Regions from separate parts of the Gossypium hirsutum genome. Here region 1 is linked to region 2. Evidence: chromatin contacts called from public Hi-C data. All regions are on one chromosome and are shown on one strand. The core of a region is the stretch at or near the end of the contact, and the rest is flanking DNA. Distances in the headings are between cores, read along the strand shown. Region 1 holds the start of LOC107952916 (60S ribosomal protein L36-2). Region 2 holds the start of LOC121232291 (U-box domain-containing protein 33).

What was found. A called contact is a pair of places that touch in the nucleus more often than the background predicts.
Region 1: a contact with region 2 is called in a Hi-C map of hypocotyl, with 6 times the contacts expected there. The contact joins the promoter of LOC107952916 here to the promoter of LOC121232291 in region 2. A contact is called at or near these places in 4 of 34 Hi-C or Micro-C datasets (hypocotyl, leaf and petal).

The regions. Positions count from the first base shown.
Region 1 is chrA07:33,325,131-33,331,131 of Gossypium_hirsutum_v2.1, forward strand. It overlaps LOC107952916 (60S ribosomal protein L36-2), which reads left to right and starts at 1,820. Exons shown (of 5, transcript XM_041118001.1): 1 at 1,820-1,840; 2 at 2,582-2,625; 3 at 3,820-3,924; 4 at 4,161-4,360; 5 at 4,467-4,678. The coding sequence starts at 3,823. The coding sequence ends at 4,497.
Region 2 is chrA07:33,023,619-33,029,704 of Gossypium_hirsutum_v2.1, forward strand. It overlaps LOC121232291 (U-box domain-containing protein 33), which reads right to left and starts at 3,438. Exons shown (of 10, transcript XM_041117996.1): 1 at 3,316-3,438; 2 at 3,052-3,221; 3 at 2,796-2,926; 4 at 2,497-2,618; 5 at 2,296-2,397; 6 at 2,058-2,217; 7 at 1,672-1,809; 8 at 885-1,574; 9 at 1-725. The coding sequence starts at 3,193.

The DNA of each region.
Region 1 (6,001 bases), core at 570-3,069, 300 kb after region 2:
ATTTCAGTTTATGGGAATTATATACATACCACAATTACAAAGTCATGTCTTCCTTTTCTTTCTTTTTAATTACATTTATAATTTTTTAATACATTTTTAAATTAATTTATAATCTCCTTTTTCTATTTATTAAAATTTTATTTTTAATTTTTATTTAACTAGAATTAAAATAATTAATATTTATATTTTAATTTAATTAGTTTTAGTTTCTGTATTTTTTAAAATTTAAAACTTTAATGCTAATTTAAAAAGTAACAATTAAATTCAGTTTTAAATGTACAAGGACTAAAAATACTAAATTAAAATATAAAAATCAAATTCATAAATTTTACAAAGCACAGGACTAACAGCAGAATTTAACCAAGATAATATAACGAGTATTGCTCCGACTAAATATGAAATATCTATGTGTGTTTTATATAACGACTATTTCAAGAAAATATTCCAACACCTTTCTCTGTAAGTCCTAATTCTTGCTCCATCTCTCTTTAAAACAAAGCTTTGCTCCAACGCTCTCTTCATCTGCAAAACTTCACTACTCCCATCATTTAGCTTTATCTGAGTAAGTTCAAAGTTCCCACTTTTTCATTTTTACCCTTATGTTCTTATTGCTTTAGATGTATTTCTCATTAGTTTTTTAGTTAATATCAGACGAAACCATGTTTTTTTATCTTGCTAACTATATCTTCTCTCTTTTTGATTTTTGTTTCCTCTCGAAAACATGCTTTTTCTATCCTAACCAAACTATTGAAACAATGAAACCCAGTATCTCTTTTCTTTTATCGTCTTTTGCCTTGTTTAATTTCTCATGGAAATTATTTGTGGGTTTTAGTTGAGTTTGTGAAATTTATTGAGGCAATGGATAAAGAGAAAGAGGTGAATGCGGCGAGTGGTGGTGTGAATGTGACAGAGAAGAAGAGATTGTCGCAAGCCAATTCTGAGGCCATGGAGAAGTGTTTGGAAGAGAATAAAGGAGACAACACCAAATGCAAGGATAAGGTTGAAGCTTTCAGATCATCTTCCTCAACTTCTTCTCCAACAAAACCCTTGAGGCGTTTCATAGTAAGGAGTGGTTCATTGAGTGATGTTTGAATGGAATTCCGGGTATCTCAAGCTTCTTTTTATATTTGAAATGAATTAGTGGGTCAGAATCACTTCCTTTTAGCTTGTTTTAGTCCATAATTTCAAAATTTGTGAAAATGGTAGTTGAAAGTAATCTGAGAAACTCTAGTTGTGTATGAAAAGACGGTAGACTTTATTTTCTCATGTTTTAATTTGTGAAAACTGAAGTAATTTGAGAAAGTTTAGTTCAGAAGATGAAAAACTCTAGAGTTGATAGCCATTGCTGGCTTGTGAGTTTTATTATTATTAGGAGAGTGATGTATTTTTTATGAGGCAAGGGATTCCTTCCCAATTTGAGGGCACACTCCTTTCCTCTGCACACCAGAATTGTGCGTCCTGGAACTGGCTATCCACTATCCTCTGTCAAACCATGTGGGGCTATCAAATAACCCTTTTCCACTACTGCTGATTGTGTGATGTTCAATGTTCTTTTACATAAACACCTTTTTGTGTTTACAATTAGCATTGCATCCAAATTTCTTCCTGCAAAACCAATGAATTGAATCATGAACTACCCCAAAAGTCCAAACCTTCAACCCAACCCAACCAGCTGTGAACAGACACCTATGAATCCTATCCAGTTTTGAACAACATAACGGCATTGATAAACCGATGGACTCACTCGAGCGGCCTCTGTGTTCATCTGTGCAGTCATAGTTACATCAGACAATGTTAAGTCACATTATACTCCATAAAGGAAGACTCGAGTTCTTTAGAGGTACAATATTTGATGCAGAATGAGTATATGATATTATATGTTAATTAGTTTTCTTTATCAATGCGAAGCACCAACTTATTATTTATATAAGTTATTTAAAAAAAAAAGATGTTATACCTTAATGTTGCATGCAATTATATGTTAGAGATTTTAGTTTTAAATTTTAATTATGATTGAATATATGATGTTTAAAATTTTTTATTATTTTAAATATTATTATTAATGGTAAAAAAAATCCTATTTAAAATTTAATTTAAAAATTAGGAGTCACTTTAAACATAATTTAAAAAAATATTTTAAAATTAAAAAAACTAACCCAAAACTCAAAGTTTTCATATATTCTCTATATGGTAACTTTATTGGTAACTTTAATGAAAATCGTGGATTATAAGAAAGAAAATGCAGAATTTGAAACAGAGAGCCTAAAAAATTAGACCGGTCTGCTTATTGGTCTTTTGGGTCTTCAGGTCATGAGCCTAATAATTGGAAACCTCTTTCTTCTTTAACTTTGGGTTCAACGTGGACCCAATTAAGTTAAGTTTTTAACGATAGGGTTAATGGACCCAAAAAAGCCTCGACCCGATTTACCACCTATAAATAAGCATATCATGCAGAACCCTATCTATTTTCCCCTGGCACGGTCGGGAAGGTTGGCCGCCCTTCTTTGTTCTAAGCCTAAATTGAAACTTAAGATCTTTACCGAGTTTCAGAAGCTAATGCCTGTTTTTCTATTTTTTGCAGCTTCGAGTTCTTTTAGGTGATTTTCTGTTAGGGCTGTTCGGTAGGTGAGAAAATACGCTGAAACTGCTACATCCGCTGCCTATGTTTTATTTTGTTTGTGTAGGAAATGTGTTATTTCCTTCTTTCCCTGATCTTGTTTGATGTTGAAATTTATAACGTATGTAAATAGCATGAAGTTGGGGCTCTGTTCCTTTTTTGGTTTCGATAAAACGAACAATAAGTGATTAGACGTTCTGGGATTTGAAAATTTTAGGCATTGTTTTCCTGAATGATTTGGTTAACACATTTTCACTGGTTCCAAGATTAAAATCTGAAGCTCATATTCCAAGTCTTCTTTTTTTTTTTCTCTGAAACTAAGTTGAAACTTCACTCGAGTTTGTTTTTGAGAAAGTATTTGTCCCTACTAGTACTACGCAGTTACTAGTCTGTGAAACTGAGAAATTTGATTGAGACATACTTTTAAGATGGTGCTGAATTTCAACCATCTGGTTTGATCCTTTTTAGCCTCCTGCCATTGTACTGGAAATGTCTGCATTAATTTATCCTAGGATCCAAGTTGATATACTTAGTGGAATCTGTCATATCTGATTAACATTGAGTGCCAAATGATGTTATCATTTCTCAAACTGAGTAGATAATTTGGTTTGTTTTATATTTTGTTTAGCTTTTCAAGTTTTATGCAGTTTTAAAATGATCCTGTTGGAGGGTTAAAACTCTTGAAATTGAGAAATGTGCTATGGGATCCCAAATTCCCAACCATTTGCCTATGTTGAAATATCTTGAAAGCCTATAGATTGCTAGGTCCGGACTACTCAGGGTACTTTTCTTTTGGTCCTAATCCTTATTTTCTTATAACTAAGCCTGTAAATATTCTAACTAATCACTGTTGATGAAACAGCTAGGGAACTGATGTCTTTATTTGTGCTGGTAGCTTTGACATGAGTGATTTTCTACAATTTTGATTTATGATGTATTGCTTGATGCTTATGGGTGTTCTTTTTAGGTTTTGGCATTCTGATTTACCAGAATATGCTGATTTTTGTAACATCCCTTTCATTTTTCATCATTTAAAAACAAATAAATCTTCTCCTTGATTGTTTGGTAAATTTGGAATGCATGTGTTCTTTACTTTCCTCTACCTCTTTGTTTGGGATCTCTATCATGAATTACAGAATTAACTTGCCTTTCTTAGACTGATTTCATTTCTGATTTGTCGTGATGTGTGATGATTCTCTCAGGTGATGGCTCCAAGTCAACCTAAAACTGGCCTTTCTGTGGGCTTAAACAAAGGACATGTTGTTACCAAGAAGGAATTGGCTTCCCGCCCTTCTAATAGAAAGGGGGTAAGCTTCTATTATAACAGCTTTTGATAAAGTTGCAGTCTCAATTCTATGCGCCTTTAAAACCTTTAATGAAGTCTTTTCAAGCTACTTTAGGTGTGGCTTCTTTTTCTTTTGAACCCGTTGTATATCTGCATGTTCTTGTTTTTTATATCAATCTATCTCCACTTTGTCTTAATGACGTACTCTGTATCATTGATATATGTTTTATGGCGTTTTTATTTTTATTTTTGCTCCAGAAAACCAGCAAGAGAGTCCACTTTGTGAGGAGCCTAATTCGGGAGGTTGCTGGTTTCGCTCCATATGAGAAGAGGATAACTGAACTTCTCAAAGTTGGGAAAGATAAGCGTGCTTTGAAGGTGGCAAAGAGAAAGCTAGGCACTCACAAGCGGGCCAAGAAGAAGCGTGAGGAGATGTCTAGCGTTCTCCGCAAGATGAGGTAACTTAGGCTAATGATGATAGGATAAAAACATGTAACTATTTTCATCAATATTTGTATTTGGACCAAGGCTTTATATGCTGATGCATTTGTTGTGTGTTTGCAGGTCAGCTGGAGGTGGGGAGAAAAAGAAGTGAGTTGCCCTGCGGTTGTGCTTCAAAGCAAGTATTGAGTTTTTAGATTTGTTAAATTTTCTCTTCAGTTTTGTTTTGAGAGTTTGGAGTACTGATTCGGATAGCATTCTTTTACTTGTGTTGGATATTTAAAAAAAACATGAAATTTGCATCACTTAATTGCAATCTAGATTCGATTATGAAATGAGAATAGGCCTTCATTTCTTTTTAAAAGTAGAATGTATAATCCAATACTGCCATTACAAGGCTTCAGATTCTGGATCCTGGAAATGCACTCTTCATCCTCTTCACAACTGTCATAGCTGATATGTTACAAAAATATTTTTCCTAGCTTATATCTTTGCAACCCTCCTTAAGTAATGTTTTGAAAGTTATGAAAGTTTATTTAATAATTGAGTTTGGGTGTAATTGTTTGTAATTTTAAAAAGGGTGGCATATTTGGATAATTGTTAAGTCTCATTGGAGTAATTAGGCAAGAAATTATAATAAAATTTATTTTAAAAAAATCTTTTTTATATAAATTTAGATTCTATGAATATAGAGTGTTAGGGATGCTTATAGCTAAGTATTTATTTATATTATAAATTTTAAAAAAAATTATGTATTTTATAAAATTATAAAAAATAATTTATATGTTAAAAATGTCTTATAACATTTTTATTTATAATAAAGTTTATGGACATAATTTATCTATAGGTCTATGTTGTATATTATAAAAATAATATATAAATTTTTAAAAAAAATGTTATAGTTCATCATAACTTATTTGTAAATCTTTTTCTAAAATTATTAAAAATATATAATTTATAAGAAATATTATGAAATTAATTGGAAAGTTTTTATAAATGTTATATTTTATAAATTTTATATTATTTTTATTTAATTTACATATGAAAAAATAGTTGTAACTTGTATAATTTTTTTTTTTAAATTAAGTTTATGTAAGTTTTTATGATTAAAGCTAGAAACTATTTGCATTGTTAACTCAAATTTATATGCGTGATGTTAATTATGCAAATACAAAATGTTTTCAAATGTGGTTAAGAGAATATTTGTTATTCTAAAAGAATATTTCTCGTATTAACATCACCTTAATATAGTTAAAAATACAGTGTGGGATCATACTAGTATGTTATATATTTCATAGTTTCGTTTATAAGTGGATTTAGGATGATTTATATTTCAAAAATTATTTGAAAAAAAAGAGATCTTGATAATAATTTTAATGATATAGATTTAAATAATGGTGATGAACTCAATTAATAATCTACATTTTATAAAAATGAACTTATGTTAAATATTATGGTGGGAATAATCTAACAAATTTGTAATGAACTAGATGAAGCAATGAAATAAAGGAAGAAAATTGCAAAAGAACAGATGAGGAGAAAATTGAAGAGAGAAATTTTTAACTGTTAAATTCATACTCTGCTGATATTTTCCAATCAGACATATAAAAGCAACATGCAGCTAACGTCATAACAGATTTAACAAATTAACTGAGTAA
Region 2 (6,086 bases), core at 2,188-4,687:
GGACAAAGGAAATAAGATGGCGGTTCGCTATCTTCGTTGGACTCTGGAGCATATGCTATTGAGGCTATGGAAGGTTTCATCGTTTCAAGTACCTTCAAAACATCTGAAGCAAGATCAGGTCGACGGCTTCGGTTTATGTCACAGCATCTTATAGCCAAGTGAGTCAACTGCGCAACTTGGTGTGGCCAGTTCCCAGCTGAAGAATCTAAGAAGGAACTCAGATTTCCGCCATTTAATAGCTCGCTTTGTGCACTCTCGGCTATACCCTGAGTTGATCTCCCACTAAGTAACTGTAATACTATGATGCCAAAAGGGTATAAGTCTAAACTGTGAGATACTCTTCTTGAATTACGAAAATCAGGATCAAGGTAAGGATTTGGATTGCTTGATTCTGTCATATTGCTCGAGTTTTCAACGAGAGAGAATGCACGGCAAGATCCAAAGTCACTAAGTTTGCAGCCAAAGTTGTCATCGAGGAGAATATTCCCCGGCTTTAAGTTGCCATGCACTAGTTTACCAGAATGTAGAAACATTAGTGTAGAACATAGCTGAGTAGCTATATGCATCCGAGATTGCCATGACAGTGGGGGCATGTCGTTCCTGCTGTTCAAATGATCTTCAAGACTTCCATTAGGAACATATTCATAGACTAAAGCCCTTTTCTCAGGGCAGGCTCCAATGAGATTTACTAGGTTCGGATGCCTCAATTTAATCAAATCATCAACCTGAAATAGAGGAGAGCATACTCTATTTCATTCTATTGCAGATCAGTAATATCTTTGATTCTAAAAATTCTACTCTCAACACTTGCATGTTAGCCTTCAAACTGAAAGACAACAATAAAATTTAAGATGCCTAATGAATATAAGATTTAGATTCCGTACCTCCTGTAGGAATTCATTTGAATCTTGAAAGCTATTTCGGCCGAGCACCTTTATAACCACTTCAGTGTGACGTAGGGCACATTTATAGTATACACTCCCTCGAGCTCCTTCTGCTATCTTATACAATTGGTCAAAGTCTTCAGTTGCTTCCTCAATCTCTGACAGAGAGAACTCTATGAAGGGTTGCTGCAAATGAGAGTTTGAGGTATCTTCGGATTGTTTTCTTAAAAGCTCTTCGTTTATTCTACGAGTATTTTCAAGCTCAACCAGCAGCTCATCCTTTTCTTTCTGGCAAATCTCTAACTGATCCAAAGTTGCATCATGAATCTCTGATACAGACAACTGATCAAGGTTGAATTGGTCCATATGTGTGCTTGAGGTCTCTTCTGCTTGTTTTCTCAAAAGCTCTTCAATCACTTTATGACTATTTTCAAGCTCGATTTGCAACTCATCTCGTTCTTTCAGGGAAACCTGTAACTGCTCCACGGCTGACGATAATTCATCTTCCAATTGTTTCATCCTGCTCTCCGAGTTGGCAACTCGGCTTTCCAGTATAGAATTTTGTTCCCTAGAAACTGAAAGCTCTTCTTCTCCGAGCCTCTTAATATTTTCAAGGCTCTCATTCTGTTTCGCAAGTGCTGTCTCATTTTCTCTCTTGCATTCATTGTACAACCTTTCTAACATTTTTGCCTACAATTCAAGGGCAGGGATTAGTAACCATACTAAATCTGAATTTGCAACTTCATAAAACAGGGGAAAACAAAGCCTGAAATGCAGAAGACATTACTTGGCGCATAGCTCGGGTAGCATTCATTTCAGCTTTAACTCGCCTGTCGGACTCTTCGAATGCTTTCTGATTAGATGATTCAGCTTCCTTCAGTGCCTGTTCAAGTCGATCAAATAGTTGATCATTGCTACTTCCTTCCTGCCAACAAACCATGAACCATTCAAAGACATCAGCATACATCAGTTCAAATCTGAAAAACGCTTCATTCCTCAGCTTCCAGGTCAAAACTAAGCTATAAAGACGACGGAATGGCACTGGTGATAATCAACATATGACAATAGAGAACATGAATGTAGACGTTCTTGACATGTAGCTTTTATGGAAGATGATCTTCTACTGTATGATAGTGTTATGGTATATTGGGGCATTGATAAAGAATCACAAACCTCTCCAGAGTGAAGCACGTCATATAGCTCAATCTCACATTCACTCTCCTCTCTTTCCTCGGATACAGTCGAGCCAAAAATACCAGCAGCTTCAGTAGAACTTGTCAAATAACTAGAACCAGATGGACTTGGTGCATTTGATGATTGCGCAGTTTCAAACCTACAGTAAAGACCTCGATGTCATTACAATGGAAGCAATCGGAACTTGCAATCTCATTAGTGACAATCAGTGAGCTACCTTGTGTGGACAAGGTGGTCCCTGCAAATGAACCAAATTTGGCATGAAAATGGTGCATTTTCGTTCACATATTGTGCTTTCTCAGACATCAGCCACATTCCCCTGCAATAAAAAGGTGAAGTTCAGCTGAAGAGTGAAGAAAGAAAGTAAGATCATTCATTAAGGAAACTGAGAACAGTTTAATAACAAAATTAATTGTACTCTGAGAAGTGCTCATCAGCTGCTGCGCCCATCACTAGCTTCTTGATATTGTGCCGACGAATCAGTTCCACAATCCCCTTTGCAACATCATCCATCTGAATATGTAGCCTTATGGCACTGACCTGCACAATATTGAAGAACTGTTTCAGAAAAAAAGAAAAAGTACAACTCTCTGATTACAGAACCTATAAACCCATAAATAATGGAAGTAAATAAGTTTCCATTAAGCAAACACGGTCTTCTGCTGAGCTCAGTAGAGCCGTTAAATGAGCAGTCAGTAGAGGAAGAAGAAATAGTACCCCAGCTTGACTACAAAAAAGAAGGTATTCATCCAAGATCCGGTTCATCATGTCCTTTCCAACTTCCTCTAGACCTCTGATTTGTTGTTGATCAAAAATGATTTCAGCTAAATTCCCATCGACTCCGTACACTCCATAAGGGGAGGGAAGAAAAAAGAAGGAAAAAAAATCAGATTACATGCAGCTAAGAATCTCAAAGAACCATTAGAAATCAACAGTCCAAATTCATATACTACTAGAGAGAGAGTTGACTTACTGGATGAGATCATTTTGGAAGGCTGATGAACATGAAGAATGCAAACTTTCCGGGGCTTAAGGTTATGTAAAACCCATAGCAAAGTGAGCTCACTTTCTTCAACTCCCCCCACTGCAACATATATGGTATCCTCACTACCCATGCTTCTCCTAATTACTAACTCAATCCACCTGCGATGAAGTTGCAGACATAGGTCAGTTAAAGCCAAAGCCAAAGCAATTTTTTTTCTATTTATCTGGTGTAAAAGTAGTAAACCAAGGAAACCTTCAAGGCAAGTTCCTAGTCAAGACGGGGTCAATGAAACTATTTCAAACAGGAAAAGATTCCCTGCGTTAAGACCTGTTGGGTCACTTGTCATTGCAAGCAATTAATCACCAATAGTTTTGTTAGTATTAATGTCAAAAAGGAAACGTTTGATTTCCAAACTCTTTTTTGGCTTTGATAACAAAAAAAGAACTTTTGGATTTTTATAAACCCATGGTTTCAATGGTGAATGCTGGGTTCCACAAGCCAACATCATTTCTTCTTTATTCACTGGATTGGATATAGGAAGCATATTATTCCTTTTTTCTGTCTTAATGCATGCATTTCCTTAATTTTTCTGTAAGTGAAATCACTTTCATATGTTAAAACCTAAAATTGGATTATATTTATATATTTCTTAATAGATGATTGATAATTTCAAATGTGTCTCATTAAACGTATTCCACCTCTTCATCTATGAAATAAGGCAGTTTTCAAACACCTAGTGAACAAAAAAATGAAAAATTAAAGGGATAGAAATGAAATATATAAATTTCTTTTGAAAAAAAATTAGAAAGATAAAAAATTGAGTACATAGAAAGATATAAATTTTTTTTTTCACATATGTACTTGGTAAGGAATATGAATTTTTTTTTCATCCATTGATTGATGGAGTTGAAAAAAAATGACAGAAAGAAAAAGAAAACAATTCAAATATACATAATTTTAAACTAACATATGCAAATATAATTTTTCTCTTCTCTTATCATTTAAATATGGAAGAACTGATTTTTATGCATTATTTTGAGAAATTAAATTTTTTTACTTTTATTTTTTTTCTACTAAGTATACTCAAAATCTATTTTCTTCTTGCTTTTTCACTCTTTCCACCCATCTTTCTATTTTCCATCCAACCAAATACACCATTAAACTCCTCGTGAACAAAGAAATTAGATAAACATTTGACCACGTCATGTCATATATATTTTTATTCTAGAACAATATATGTGTTTAAATAGAGGTTTATGGATGAGGATTGGTAGGGTTCAAATTGATTTTATAAATAATATTAGTATATTTTATGTTTTTTCAAGTTTAGTTCGAATCAAAATATGAATATAAAATTTTGTTCAAGCCCATACATATTTGTAAATGATTAATCTAATATATTTTTGTCTACCTATATTATTTTTATTTTTTAAAAGATATTTATAAAATTTAATTTAATATTTAATAATTTTATATATTTTTTCATTTATTAAAATTTTAAATATAAGAAAATTAACACATTTTTATTATAACATTATATATTATTATAAACTTAACTTTCAGTTTTCTTTTCTTATAATATTATAACATTTTTAATTTAGTATTTAATTTTTTACACCAAACAAACAAGAATGGAGGAGAAAGGATTATATGAAACAGAAATATTATCCCCATCTAATAGCTTAATGTCACATCACCAATTTCATCTTGAATTTCAGGATTTCCATTTGGATTTAAATTTATTTTTAGGATGAAAATGCTAAAATTCAAGATGAAAATATTAATGTAGTATTTAAACTATTGAAAAAGAGTTACAGATGACATGACATCATTGTTTTATATCATCCTTTCTCTTCACGATTATATGCTTAGTGTGTATCATATTTACGTTTGCTTTTGATCACTAGGTTGTTGAAATTTGAACATTTAGAAATGGTATAGAAAGAATAATTTATATGGGAATTGTAACAATCTGTTTTTCAGTGGTGTCGAAAATAGTAGTTTTGGGGCCACCAAATTCGACGAGTAAGTTCGTAAATATTATTATTTAATATTTACGAGTCAAACATGGTTTTAAAAAGGTTTTTGATTTGATAATTTATGTTATATAAATGATTTATTAAGTTCAAGTAGTAAAACCCTAAGGTCAAATGGTTTTAGAAAATGAGGTATCGGGACCTCATTTCTATAAATAGAGCCGTAAATATTTTTATAAATATTTACGGAGTTCCATTAAGGTGTTATTAAAGTTTCGTTGAAAAATTTTAACGTTTCGATAGTTAATTAATTAAAAAAGACTAAATTGTAAAAGATGTAAATTTGATCACAATTTGATTTGAGTGATTTATTGGTTTATTGAGTAAAGGAAAAGAGAATTAAATGGTAATTAGACCATTTAACGGTTTTGGACAACTAAAAGCATGAAAATTTGATGATTATTAAATGGATAAAATGGTAATTTGATAATTAAATTAAATAAAATAAAACCAAAATGTTATATCATCATTTTCATGTCTTCTTCACGAATTGAAAGAAGAATGAAACCATGGTTATACCTTCAAGCTTTGGCCATGCTTTGGATGTTGCATGTAAGTCCATTTTAGTCTCATTTTTAATAATTTTTATGTTTTTGAGATCGTTGCAACTAGGTCTAGCTAACCCGTACCTTTGATTTTGAAACTGTCAAAGATTGTAAATGTTTCCATTGATTAATCTAGTGATTTTTTGATGTTAAATGATGAATTTGAAATATTAGTTGGTATTTAAAAGTATTTTGTTAAGTGATTTTTGATGAATTTATCTAGTAGGGACTAAATTGTTAAAATAATAAATATATAAGGATTTTTGTGAAATTGTTGTATAAATAGGTTTTATTGGATGCAAAAATATTCGGCTAGGCTCAATTTTGGGTAAAAATGGTTAAATTGCATGTTGTAGGCTCGAGGATTAAATTGAATAAAAGTAAAACTTTAGGGGCAATTTTATAAAAATGTAAAAAAGAATAAATTGCATAAAATATTTTT